Linked DNA regions of Mus musculus: region 2 is linked to region 1. The links are chromatin contacts, called in public promoter capture Hi-C maps. All regions are on one chromosome and are shown on one strand. Each heading gives the region's core, a stretch centred on a gene start, on an enhancer-like site or on the middle of the called end of the contact. The rest is flanking DNA. Distances are from core to core; before and after follow the strand shown. Region 1 holds the start of Apobr (apolipoprotein B receptor). Region 2 holds the start of Fbxl19 (F-box and leucine-rich repeat protein 19).

What was found. Capture Hi-C pulls out chosen DNA fragments and counts their contacts.
Region 2: a contact with region 1 is called in a promoter capture Hi-C map of adipose tissue, with 4 times the contacts expected there. The contact joins the promoter of Fbxl19 here to the promoter of Apobr in region 1. A contact is called at or near these places in 1 of 39 promoter capture datasets (liver), 1 of 115 datasets of contacts at active chromatin or transcription factors (astrocytes) and 2 of 9 other capture datasets (adipose tissue and liver).

What each region holds. Positions count from the first base shown.
Region 1 is chr7:126,582,328-126,587,565 of GRCm38.p6, forward strand. It overlaps Apobr (apolipoprotein B receptor), which reads left to right and starts at 2,681. Exons shown (of 4, transcript NM_138310.1): 1 at 2,681-2,741; 2 at 3,049-5,238. The coding sequence starts at 2,685. Cln3 (ceroid lipofuscinosis, neuronal 3, juvenile (Batten, Spielmeyer-Vogt disease)) reads right to left here and starts at 3,490. Exons shown (of 18, transcript NM_001146311.2): 1 at 2,968-3,490; 2 at 1,847-1,953; 3 at 976-1,120; 4 at 673-769; 5 at 437-515. The coding sequence starts at 718.
Region 2 is chr7:127,743,689-127,748,926 of GRCm38.p6, forward strand. It overlaps Fbxl19 (F-box and leucine-rich repeat protein 19), which reads left to right and starts at 3,087. Exons shown (of 11, transcript NM_172748.2): 1 at 3,087-3,449; 2 at 4,562-4,762. The coding sequence starts at 4,586.

The DNA of each region.
Region 1 (5,238 bases), core at 1,431-3,930:
AGAGGAGGAGGAGGAAGAGGAAGAAAGAAAGAAAGAAAGAAAGGAAGGAAGAGGAAAAAAAACAAAGTTAGCTGGAGGAAAACATTTAATAAATAACTCTACAGATACTAAGATCTGATCAATAGGTGAAGGTGGGAATTTAATGGAACTTGGAAAGTTCACAGTTGATTAAGTATCTGTGTATTCAACTGCTTTTCACAACTTGGCTCTCATCTTTGCTCCAATCGCACTTTACTTTGTTTGTTTGTTTGTTTGTTTGTTTTTCGAGACAGGGTTTCTCTGTGTAGCCCTGGCTGTCCTGGAACTCACTCTGTAGACCAGGCTGGCCTCGAACTCAGAAATCCGCCTGCCTCTGCCTCCCAAATGCTGGGATTAAAGGCGTGTGCCACCACGCCCAGCTGGCATTTTACTTTTGCACAACTCTCAGACCACTTACCAGAAACCCACTGCATTCTTCCAAAGGACACTCCGACTATCCAACCGAGGGGCCTGGGGCTCTGAGTCGGTCTCCTCCCCTGGGAGGTAGAGAAAGCATGACCCCCCACTCACTCGGGTACACGAAGGCCCCGCCTATCCCGCATGGTGTTGAGGGGGCAGGGCCAGCATCCCAACTCCTCGGGAGAGCCGCGGGCAGAGGTGGTCATTCCCAAGGCAACCGATGAGAGCACTCACTCTCAGAATCCTCAAGGCGCCTCCACGAGCCCGCAGAACTTCCCATAACATTGAGTTCGGGTCCCCCAAAGGGCCCAAAGTCAGCGTGTGTTCCGAGCTAGCTTCAAGAAAACAGATTAAAGTCTGGGACAGGTGGGTGCGAAGGATCAATGCCCCGCGGTCAGTCCCAGGTTCCGCTGTCTGCTATACACGACATGTCCGTCGAAGGATCCCCAGATCTCCAGCTCGTGTTCACCCACGCCCCACCCGCCTGACCCCGCCCCCTGCCCCTCTAAAGCAAAGCCCCCGCCCCCAGGCCTGTACCTTTAAGAGCAGCTGAACTCTCCGCAAGGTAGACGAGCAGGTTGGGGGTCACGTGACAGTACCCGTGAGCCTTCCATCACGTGCTTGAGGGTTGCTTCTTACTTCCGGGTCCTTTTTTCTCTTTTTCGCCTTTGGACTTCTCAAACTTCGGAGAATAAAAGAAGGAGAGTTCGAGAGAACGCTGGAAGCACTGATTTTGAATTGGAGTCGAAGGGAGCCACAAGTAGAGCCATGAAAAGCGGCGCTCTAGACGCCGACCAAATCTGCCAGTACTAGTCATGGCGCGGAAGGCTTCAGCTTCTTTCCTGCAGCTCTTACTTGCCTGAAACAATTATGGCTACTTTGCTGCGGATGTCCCACTACCCCACCCAACGTCCCAAGGACAAGTTCTGCTTGAGCGCAAAGGCGACCAGCCTCAAGTGTTATCTGTTGTCCTTACAGACCTATTGTAAAGACCTATAATAAGCATCTGGGAAGTAGCTGAGAGTAGATCGATTAAAAATAAACACCCACAAAACAGCATTCTATGAATTATCTGTGGCAATATTCACGATGTTACGGTTAAATCCCCTTTGCCTTACTATCCTAGAACAACAAATACCACGAAAGTTGTCCAACCCCTGGTTTTACAAGAGAAAACCAAGGTCCCTCCGCCCCACTGTGCAACAGAGGCTAGACTTTTAGCTGACTTCAGAGACTCAGCAGTAAGAAATAGAGCAAAGGTGCTAAGTTCACTGAGAAAGCTGCTATGGGTGTTTTTCCTGGTCTGTGATGTCAGCCGTTTGTCCTAATTGGAAGTTAGGAGAATGAGGCTGAGAGGATAGTTGGAATGTGTCACCTCACAGTTCCAAATAAGGAGTCCTTCCCTTACCTTCCACTCGATGGCAGGGCAGCATCTTGACCATTCTTCATCAAGCCTATTCCTCTGCTATGGATTCCAGCAGCCTCTGCCCACTTCTCCCGGGTCTTTTCAACCACCTGTCATTAAGATTTGCCGTTTGAAATATGCCCTCCTGTGGTGTTCTTCCTAGATCACTCAAACAGTGAGAAAAAGGATCCTCCTACCCAAACGAGTCTCTAGAAATTCTGCAGCCTCTGTCCTTAAGGAACTCACAGTAAGCTGTGAGGACACATGACCACAGTACAAGAATAACCATAGGTGAGGGTGTGGGCATTGAGCACCAATCCAGACCTTTCATCCCCAGAAAAATCTTAATGGCGTTGAAAATGGGAACCCAGAACTTCCAGTGGCCTTATCCTCACTTCTACAGCTTCTCCCCCAAATAAATCAGGAACCACAAACCCTAGCTTCCTCTCACTGAAGGCTGTGGCTTGGAGGAGGCGGAAATGGCTGAGGTGCGAATACAAGACCTGAGTCACTCAGGCTGCACTTGCCGAATGCCCCCTCCCCCATACCCAATTCTGAGGTCTCCTGTTTCCACTTTTTTTTTCCCTTTCCCCTTTCTGGCCCGATCCTCTGCCCTTTAGTTCCAGATGTGCACCCGAGTCTGAGTCACCTGGACACTGTTAAGCCATCCCCCTGCCTGTCATGAAGTCATCCATGAGCAGGGGGGAGGTGCACAGGGCCTGGGGTGGAGATTTGTCAGGGAGAGTCAGGGGAAGAGGAAGTGTCTTGGGTGCTGGGGAGGACTTCGTGGGTGGGGACGGATGGTCATTGTGAGCTTTCTGGACACACAGAGACCTGCAGGATGGATTTTCTCCGGCTTCGTCTCCCTGGGCTACATCAGGCTTTGAGGGGAGCACTGGTGAGAGGGGCAGAGAGATACCCGAAACTTCCACCATTCCTCGTAGTCTCACCTTTCCTCTCCCTTACAGCCTCTCCTGAAGCCTGAGCTCCCTTTCCTACAGTCAGCCAGACTCCTAGCCCAGTCCTTCCTGGGTTTCAATCTCCTGCCTCTACAAGTGTACCCACTTATTCAAGCTAGGCCTTGTCGGGGTCCCTTAGCAGACGTCCAGATCCCTGATTCTTACCTGGGCTTTGTTAACAGTGTACTCCTGGGGAAGTGGTTAGACCTCCCCTGAGTGCCTTCACTCTTCTTTCTTCTCTTCTAGGACTCCTTCAGTGCGTTTGTGTCCTACCTCGTAGGAGACACAGTCCCCACAGTAGAGAGGCAGACACAGGCAGCTGAGGAACTGGGAGAGGTGACTGAGGGGAAGGTTGTAGGAGAGGAAGCCCAGGAGGTACTGGAGGGACTTAGAAGTGGCCAGAGTGAGGGGGTAGAAGCACCCGAAGAGACTAGAAGATGCCAAGAAGGAAGTTTAGCTGGTGAACAGACCTGGGGGTGGAGAGCAGATAGCTCTGCAAGGCCCCAAGCAGAAAGGCAGGACACTGGGTCCTGGAAGGCAGCTGAGGATGCCAGGGGCCAGGAGCCAAGTGTCCCACTGAAGCCTGAGGCAGAGCCTGGGACTCACAGAGACAGGAGCAGTAATACAGCCCAGGAGATCTGGGAGCACGGTGAAGAGGAAGCAAGCAGTGGGGAGCCTCTGAGAACCTGTGAACAGAAGGAAGAAGAGGAGGAGGTGGTCAGAGCAGCAGAGTCAGGGATGGCCGAGGGGGTGGAGTCACAGCCAACCTGGCACAGCGAGCCTGGGGGGAATGCTGGCACTGAGGGGCAGCATGTGACAGAGGACAGCAAAGAGATAGACTGGGTGGCCAAAGACATGGTTGCAGAAATCGAATGGTTTGGTGCCAAAGGGATTGACAAGGAAGAGGAGAGGATGGTCCCAATGAGGGATGGTGAAAGGGCAAGGGCACAGGGGACACAATGCCCCGGGGCCGAGTCTGAGGACCAGGCCATGTTGAGTAGAGAGGCCTGGACAGTCTCAGACAGGGAGGGGGCTGATAGCCTAGGAGTTCAGGGAACAGAATACGGGTCAGACCCAGGAGACAACTTCCCAGGAACTACTGGGAGAGTCTGGGTCCTAGAAGAGGCTGACAAGGGAGACCAGCAGGATGAGGTCGACGAGAAGAGAGAGGCTGAAGTTAGGTTTCCGATCCAGACCCTGGAGGCTGAGAGAACTGGAGAGATGACTGAAGGCCACATAGCTGAAGAGGAGGCTATGGGAGAACAGGAAACAGAGGGCAGCTTTGAGGATGAGGAGAGGCAAGACTTAGCCATCAGGGATAATGGAGTGAGTCTAGAAGAAGAGGTACGGGCAGAAGAATCCTCCAGGGAGAAAAGGAACTCCTGGGCCACAGAGCCTACGCTAGTCCTAGACACGGAGGCTAAAGATGAACCTGACTGGGAAGACTCTCCAGAAGTCAGCACTGAGGAGTTGTTTGTGGGAGAGAGGAGTGAAGCCGCCCAGATGACACCAGAGGTATTGAGAGTAAAGGTCACTGAAGGACAGGACCCTGAGCTGGTGAGACATTCCCAGGCTTTAACTAAACAACTTGAGGAAGGACAGAAGGGTCAGGAAGAGACTAGTGGAGCTCCAGACCTGAGCCCAGAGCGGGTGCTAAGCTTGAAGGAATATCCTGGGCCTGTGGGGTTTGCAGGCCCTGAGCTAGAAGCCTGGGGAAACTGGAGTAGGGGTGTGGACCGCAGAAATAGCCAGGAGGTAAAAGCAGATGCTGAAGCAGGCAAGGAACAGACTGCAACCGAGCAGGCAGTGGAGATCCGGGCTGAAGGAGGCCAGGAGGCCCAACAGCCAGAGGTCTTCGGGTCAGGAGGAGAGGAGGCACTGACCTCCGTAGCACTTAACCCGGAGCTGGAGGGAAGCCAAGGAGCAGAGGCGGGGACAGAAGAGTCAGTGGAGGAATCCAAGCCCACAGAAAACGAGGCTGCTGAGGAGGAGGCTGTAGTGCCTTGGGAGGCAGATGGAACTTGCAGGAAGAGGAGGCTGGAGGAGGTGACTCTGAGCCTGCAAGACAGTGAGGACACAGAGACCAGTTATTTGGCTGAGGAGATTATTGTGGGTATCAGGGCCGTGGATACCGAGGAAGGGCCAAAATGGGAAGCTGGGTTGGCTCCAGAAACAGAGCTTGGGAAAGCCTGGTGTTCCGAGGGCAGAGGGGAGGCTGGGAGAGGCACGGAGCTGGAGGAGACTACAGAGAAGCAAAGTGGACAGGAAGTTGGCTTGGTGGGCTCAGCAGAGAAGGTGTCTGGCTATGATATCCAAGAAATTGATGGGACTGAAGAGGGGGAGCAGGCAGAGATGGAGACATCTGTAATGGCAGAAGACATAAGGGGGACGGATGGTGTGACTTTAGGCTCCCAGGCAGAGAGAGCAGAGGGGTCC
Region 2 (5,238 bases), core at 1,837-4,336, 1.2 Mb after region 1:
TCAGAAATCTTCCTGCCTCTGCCTCACAAGTGCTGGCCATAAAGGTGTGCCACCTGGCTATTACAGGCTTCTTAGGATCAAATGAGAGGCTGAACGCATTTGGTATTCCAGGTGGGACTGAGATGTAAACTCCTTGCAGAGTGCTTTGCCTCCCATCAATGATATCTGGTTTGATTCCCAGCAGGGCAAAACCAAACAACACCTGTGAGGTGCATCCAGCAAGCTTCCAAGTTAGTGGAAAGGACACTAAACAAAGCTCATCTGGGAATTACTAGAAGGTTTTATTGTGGCAGTGGAATTTTAATAGGAACTTGATGGGTAAACAACTGGGTGGAGACGTGGGATGGATGAAAAAGTACAACTTTGGTCCACGCAAGGAGAGCGCTAGAAGGCCAGAAAGCAGTCCTTGCTAGTTGAAAGAAACGCCGCCGTGTGGATTTAAAATGGACAGACACTTCCCTGGGAGCCACGACTGTTACGGGGCTGCAAGGAGCCCCTACTTAGGTTAAGGCTAGTAGTCCTAGCAAACTGAGACTTGACACAGTTTTGACCGGAGTTAACTTCCTAAGCAGAAAAACCACACCCACCAAGTCTCCAGTAGGGCTGGAAACCCAGCAGAGACAAGGAAGCAGAGATTGGCTTGGGGTAGTACTGAGCAAATTTTCTAGGACGCAGGAGGTCATCCACATGGCACAAAGCAGTCCCTTTGGCAACTGAGAGTTCACCGGAAGCCTCCAAGGCTCAAAAGACAAGGCATGAGGCTTCACAGCTCCAAAGGCTACAATTCAGGTTGAGAAAATTTGGTCAGTGTGTGCGTCCTCTGTTAAAAGGAGAGAGGGCGCCCCCTGGGAAGAGTGCTGGGTAGAGATGGTTGGAAGACTCAGATGAGGACTGAAGAGGGAGGGGTGGGGGTTAAGATGGGGGTAGCCTACTCGTCAATTTTCTTTTCGCAGAAGCTAACTGTCCGGCATGATGGATTCCTGGGCTTCCAAAACGGCTGGGCTGAAAGGGAGCTCGAAAAAATAACTGCAGCCACACGCCCCGTGCCAGAACTGGTTACTTTCTTGAATACTTTTAACGCTAATTCAGCGTGGAGGTGAGTATTAATCATAACCCCTTTCGGGTAAGAAACTTAGGTCTGATGACTTCCTACGGTGGAAAGGAGATTTTGTATATTCCAAGGTCGTCTTCCTTTGGTTCGCACCACGTGTAAGGTATTAATTTGCAAAGGTTTAAGATAGGAAGCATCGTGTGCGAGACGTCCAGTCTTTATAAGGAACAACAGCGTGGGTATACTTTTCGGAGAGAACCACGCCTCCCTTGTCGCGACAATATTGGTTATGGTTTGCGTTCTTTTAAAATATGAAATCTTCACGATCCGAAAAGGCGGACATTCTATATTCCCAGGTCACTCCGATGTTTCTCTCTCCCGCACTGATTCCCACAGGTGACATCAATTCTCCGCCACTGGAGAATGAAAACTTGGGACTACATTTCCCTGCAAGCCCTTTAGAAAAGGAGGCCAAGAGCAAAGAGACTTTCCGTTTCCGTCCGCTAGCAATTTGGCGTGTTCACGGTGATACATATTTCAACAGTAGCGTCCTTTCTCTGTACAACTAAAGCAGAGACTACATAACCCACCAGGTACCGGCACCGAGGGGCAAGCGACTAGGTTGCCATCTCTGTAGTAGTCCTCTCCTACACATCCGCCGAGAATAGTATTAGCGGTTGGACTACAAATCCCATAGCATCATGTGCTCCTTCACCCTCCATCTTTGTGGTAGTCCCCGCCCCGCTCACTTCCATTGTCTCGACAGAAGATAAAGAGGGGAGCGAGGAAGACTACAATTCCCGTCTGGCTTTGCATCATCGAGTGCGGGATTTTGATAGTTCAGGCGGGCGAGGAGCTCCAAGTGGTAGAATGAAGCAGCCAGGAAAGGTTAGGTATCCTGCCATCTTTACGGTAGTCTCTTTATCCTCCCGGTTCTGGCATTCTTAAAGGAACATAGGAAGGCTAGAAAACTACTATTCCCATCCCACTTCATAAGATCGACTTATTAGGTGTACGCCCCTCGATCGCCATCTTGCTTGTAGTCCTCGTTTCTTTTCACCTTTCCATTGTTCCTGATGAGTAGAAATGGCAGCGGGAAGGCAGCAGCTGGACTGCGACTCCCGTCAGGTACCACACGCGCGGAGGGTTGTGGACCAGAGGGCGTGTGAGTGCCTGGAAAGGAGGTCGGGTCGGGGGAAAAGGCCATCTTGCTTGTAGTCATTCTTCCCGCTCCTTCTCTATGTCCTGCTACGGGGAGTCTCGGGTCAACTGGACTATAATTCCCGCCATGCTCGGCTTCCAGCGTGGCATCCTTCTCGCCATCGTATTTGTAGTACCGGCTGGCCCTTGTGTCCCACTTTTCCCACGATAGTGCTAGAATTTGGAGAACTACAACTCCCGTCGTGCTTTGCACGCGCTCGTCCTGGAAAGTAAAGGTGGTGAAGGAAGGAGGGAGAAGGGGGCGGGGTTCCTCTGGGAGAAGGAGGGAGTAAAAAGGAGGAGGAGGTGGGAAGAAGGGAGGGAAGAGGGAGGAGAGGAGGAAGGAGGAAGGAGCTGAGGAGGGATGAGAGCGGCGACCTGGGCCCAGGGCCGAAGCAGCGCGAGGCTAGGGGAGTAGGGGTGCTAAGACATCCCAACTGCCCCCACCCCCTTCCTGCCTCTGCCCCATCCTTTCCTTATACCCTCCCATTTTAGGAGTGGATTTATTCAAATTTTATTTAAATCTTTATATCTTGAGGGTCGCGCGTTTGAAGGGGGGAGGGCGGGGGCGCGTGCAGGCTGGGGGGGGCGGGGCCGGAGCAGCTTCCTTCACCCCCCTCTGCGCGCCCTGTCTCTGTAGGTCAGGGGGCCGCAGTACAGGGGCGGACCCAGGGGAGGGGGGCAGGTTGCAGCGACCCCCCCCTCCCCGGGAACCGGCGGTGGGCGGGGTTTGAACCCCGGAAACGGTGGGGGGCCCCTGGTCTTTCCCTGGACCCCTGGGCAGTTGGAGCTGGGAAGGGGCCAGTTAAGGGTCGGGGGCTTTGGGGAAAGGTGGGGGTGGGGAGCTGAGACTCATACCCGGGACTGAGTGGGGCCCGGGCAAAAGCTGAGCACCCTGCGCCCGAGGAGCCCCCGTTGGCCTGGGGGGGCTGAGGGACTGAGCCCCCCAGAGCAGGACCTCCCCCTGGAAGGGCCGCGCCGCAGCCCGTGGGAGGGCCTCGCCCCCGGCGCTCCCCATCTCCACTCGCTGCTGTCCCGGCCTCCGCCGGAGGGAGGGGCCGAGCGCCCTCGGGGGGCCGTGGACCCCGGCGTTCTGAGCGTTCAGCGCCCCGCGCCGCCCGGCCCCCCCGCCGCCGATGGCCGCCGACCCGCCGGGAGCTGCCGAGAAGGGAGAGATGGCTCCCGGGACACGTGTGAGGTGGGTTCATGCGGCTCCTCCTCACCCCCAGACCTGGGCAGCTCCCACTCCCATTCATCCTCAGCCTGGCCTCTCCCTTCCTTCCCCGCCCCCAGCCTCACCCTCCCTTTGCTCCAAACTCCTTCTCCAACCTTCTCTCCTATAACCTCCAACCCCAGGGAAGTGGCCTTCCTTCCCCGACCCTGCTGCCCCTTGCAGACCTCCCCCTCCACCCCGCCTCCAGTCGCCGCCCTCTAGGCCCCTCCCCCGGAGTGCTGGAGGGCCCCATACCCTGTGGATGGTCTGGAAGTCCTTGGAAAGGGAGAAGCCTGGGGGAAGCAGGTCTAAGACTGATTGGGAAGAGACCCCCCCAGGCTTGCTGAGTCCATGTGGGATTTCAGAGGATCTGGTTTCCAGGGGCAGGAGAGCCCCAGGGATTCCAGACAATTAGGGATGAAAAGCAGGCTGGTAAGATGTGAATGGGGGCGGGAAGACCTAAAGCCGAGCCCACCTTGAATTTTGTTGAGATGTTAGGGCAACTTGTAGAATCCTAGGGAGTCTGGGAGATTACCCAGATTGCCTGAGGGATCCTATTGGATAATTTGGAGCCCCCAAGGACTTGTGTGTGGGCTGAGAGGGGACACTAAGCATTTCAGGGGTGTCAGCCCGGGGAAGTGGAGAGCACACACTGGGTCACTAGAAATGGAGTGGGTCTGGCTAGAGTACCAAGGTTTGAAAGGTTTGGATGACTAAGTACCCACGTGAGAGAAGGGAGAGGGGAAAGAGTGTGGTGCATGCCCCTGGAATCTGGAGGTAAATCAGTGAGGGAATGGGGGGTGTGGGTAACAACAGGTATGAGTTGAAGCTCCCTCAGGTAATGCTACAGATCTGAAGCCTTTTCCAGGAACCTGGGCTTGGGATGTTAGAGGAGGGGCCTCAGTGTCCCTCCTTCCAGCAGGCGGGAGGTCTTGAGGGAGTGGCCCTCTGCTCAGGACACACACTAAAAGGCTGACCTTCTCTGAGGGTAGAAACAGAAGCTCTGCCCCCATCAGAGGTGTAGTGAGCTTGCGGCCAGGAGACTCTCAGGCCAGGCTTTGCAGGCCTCTCTGACCTTACCAACCATCTGCCTACAGCCCTCGGCGTTGCTGACGCCCCCAATGTCGTCGAGCAGCCGGGGACCGGGGGCCGGAGCGCGCCGACGCCGAACCCGCTGCCGTCGTTGCCGGGCCTGTGTGCGAACTGAGTGCGGGGACTGCCATTTCTGCCGAGACATGAAGAAGTTCGGGGGGCCCGGGCGCATGAAGCAGTCGTGCCTGCTTCGGCAGTGCACCGCGGTGAGTCTTGAGCCCCATGCCTGGGGTATGTGGAACCTCAGGCCTATTTGCCCAGAGCACCATCAGTAGTAGTACGGGGCCTGAGCATTCTCTGGGTGTCCAGCAGCAGCAGCTTCCCCGGGGTCCCTTAGGGGTGCTGCTCATACACTCACTTCTGCATTTCTTCACTGACTTGCTTAAATGTTTGATTTTTGTCTTTGTCGAAAAGTGGGCTACACAGAAGAGTCAGCCTCAGGTCTGTAGAGAGTTCGGCCCCTGCCGTATGCCCCTGCCCCCAGGTATCTGTGTTCAGGGGACCCAGCTCTACCATGGGAGAAAGCTTTTGCCTTTCTCAGGTCTTTCACACACCTTCAGGTGTCTTGAAATTGAGGCCAGGACCCCCGTCTTGTGACCTTGAGCAAGTCACTCTGAACTTCAAGTACCTTCCCTGTAAAATGTTTCTTTTGCTTCGTAGCAAAGATTAGATAGTAGTGTGC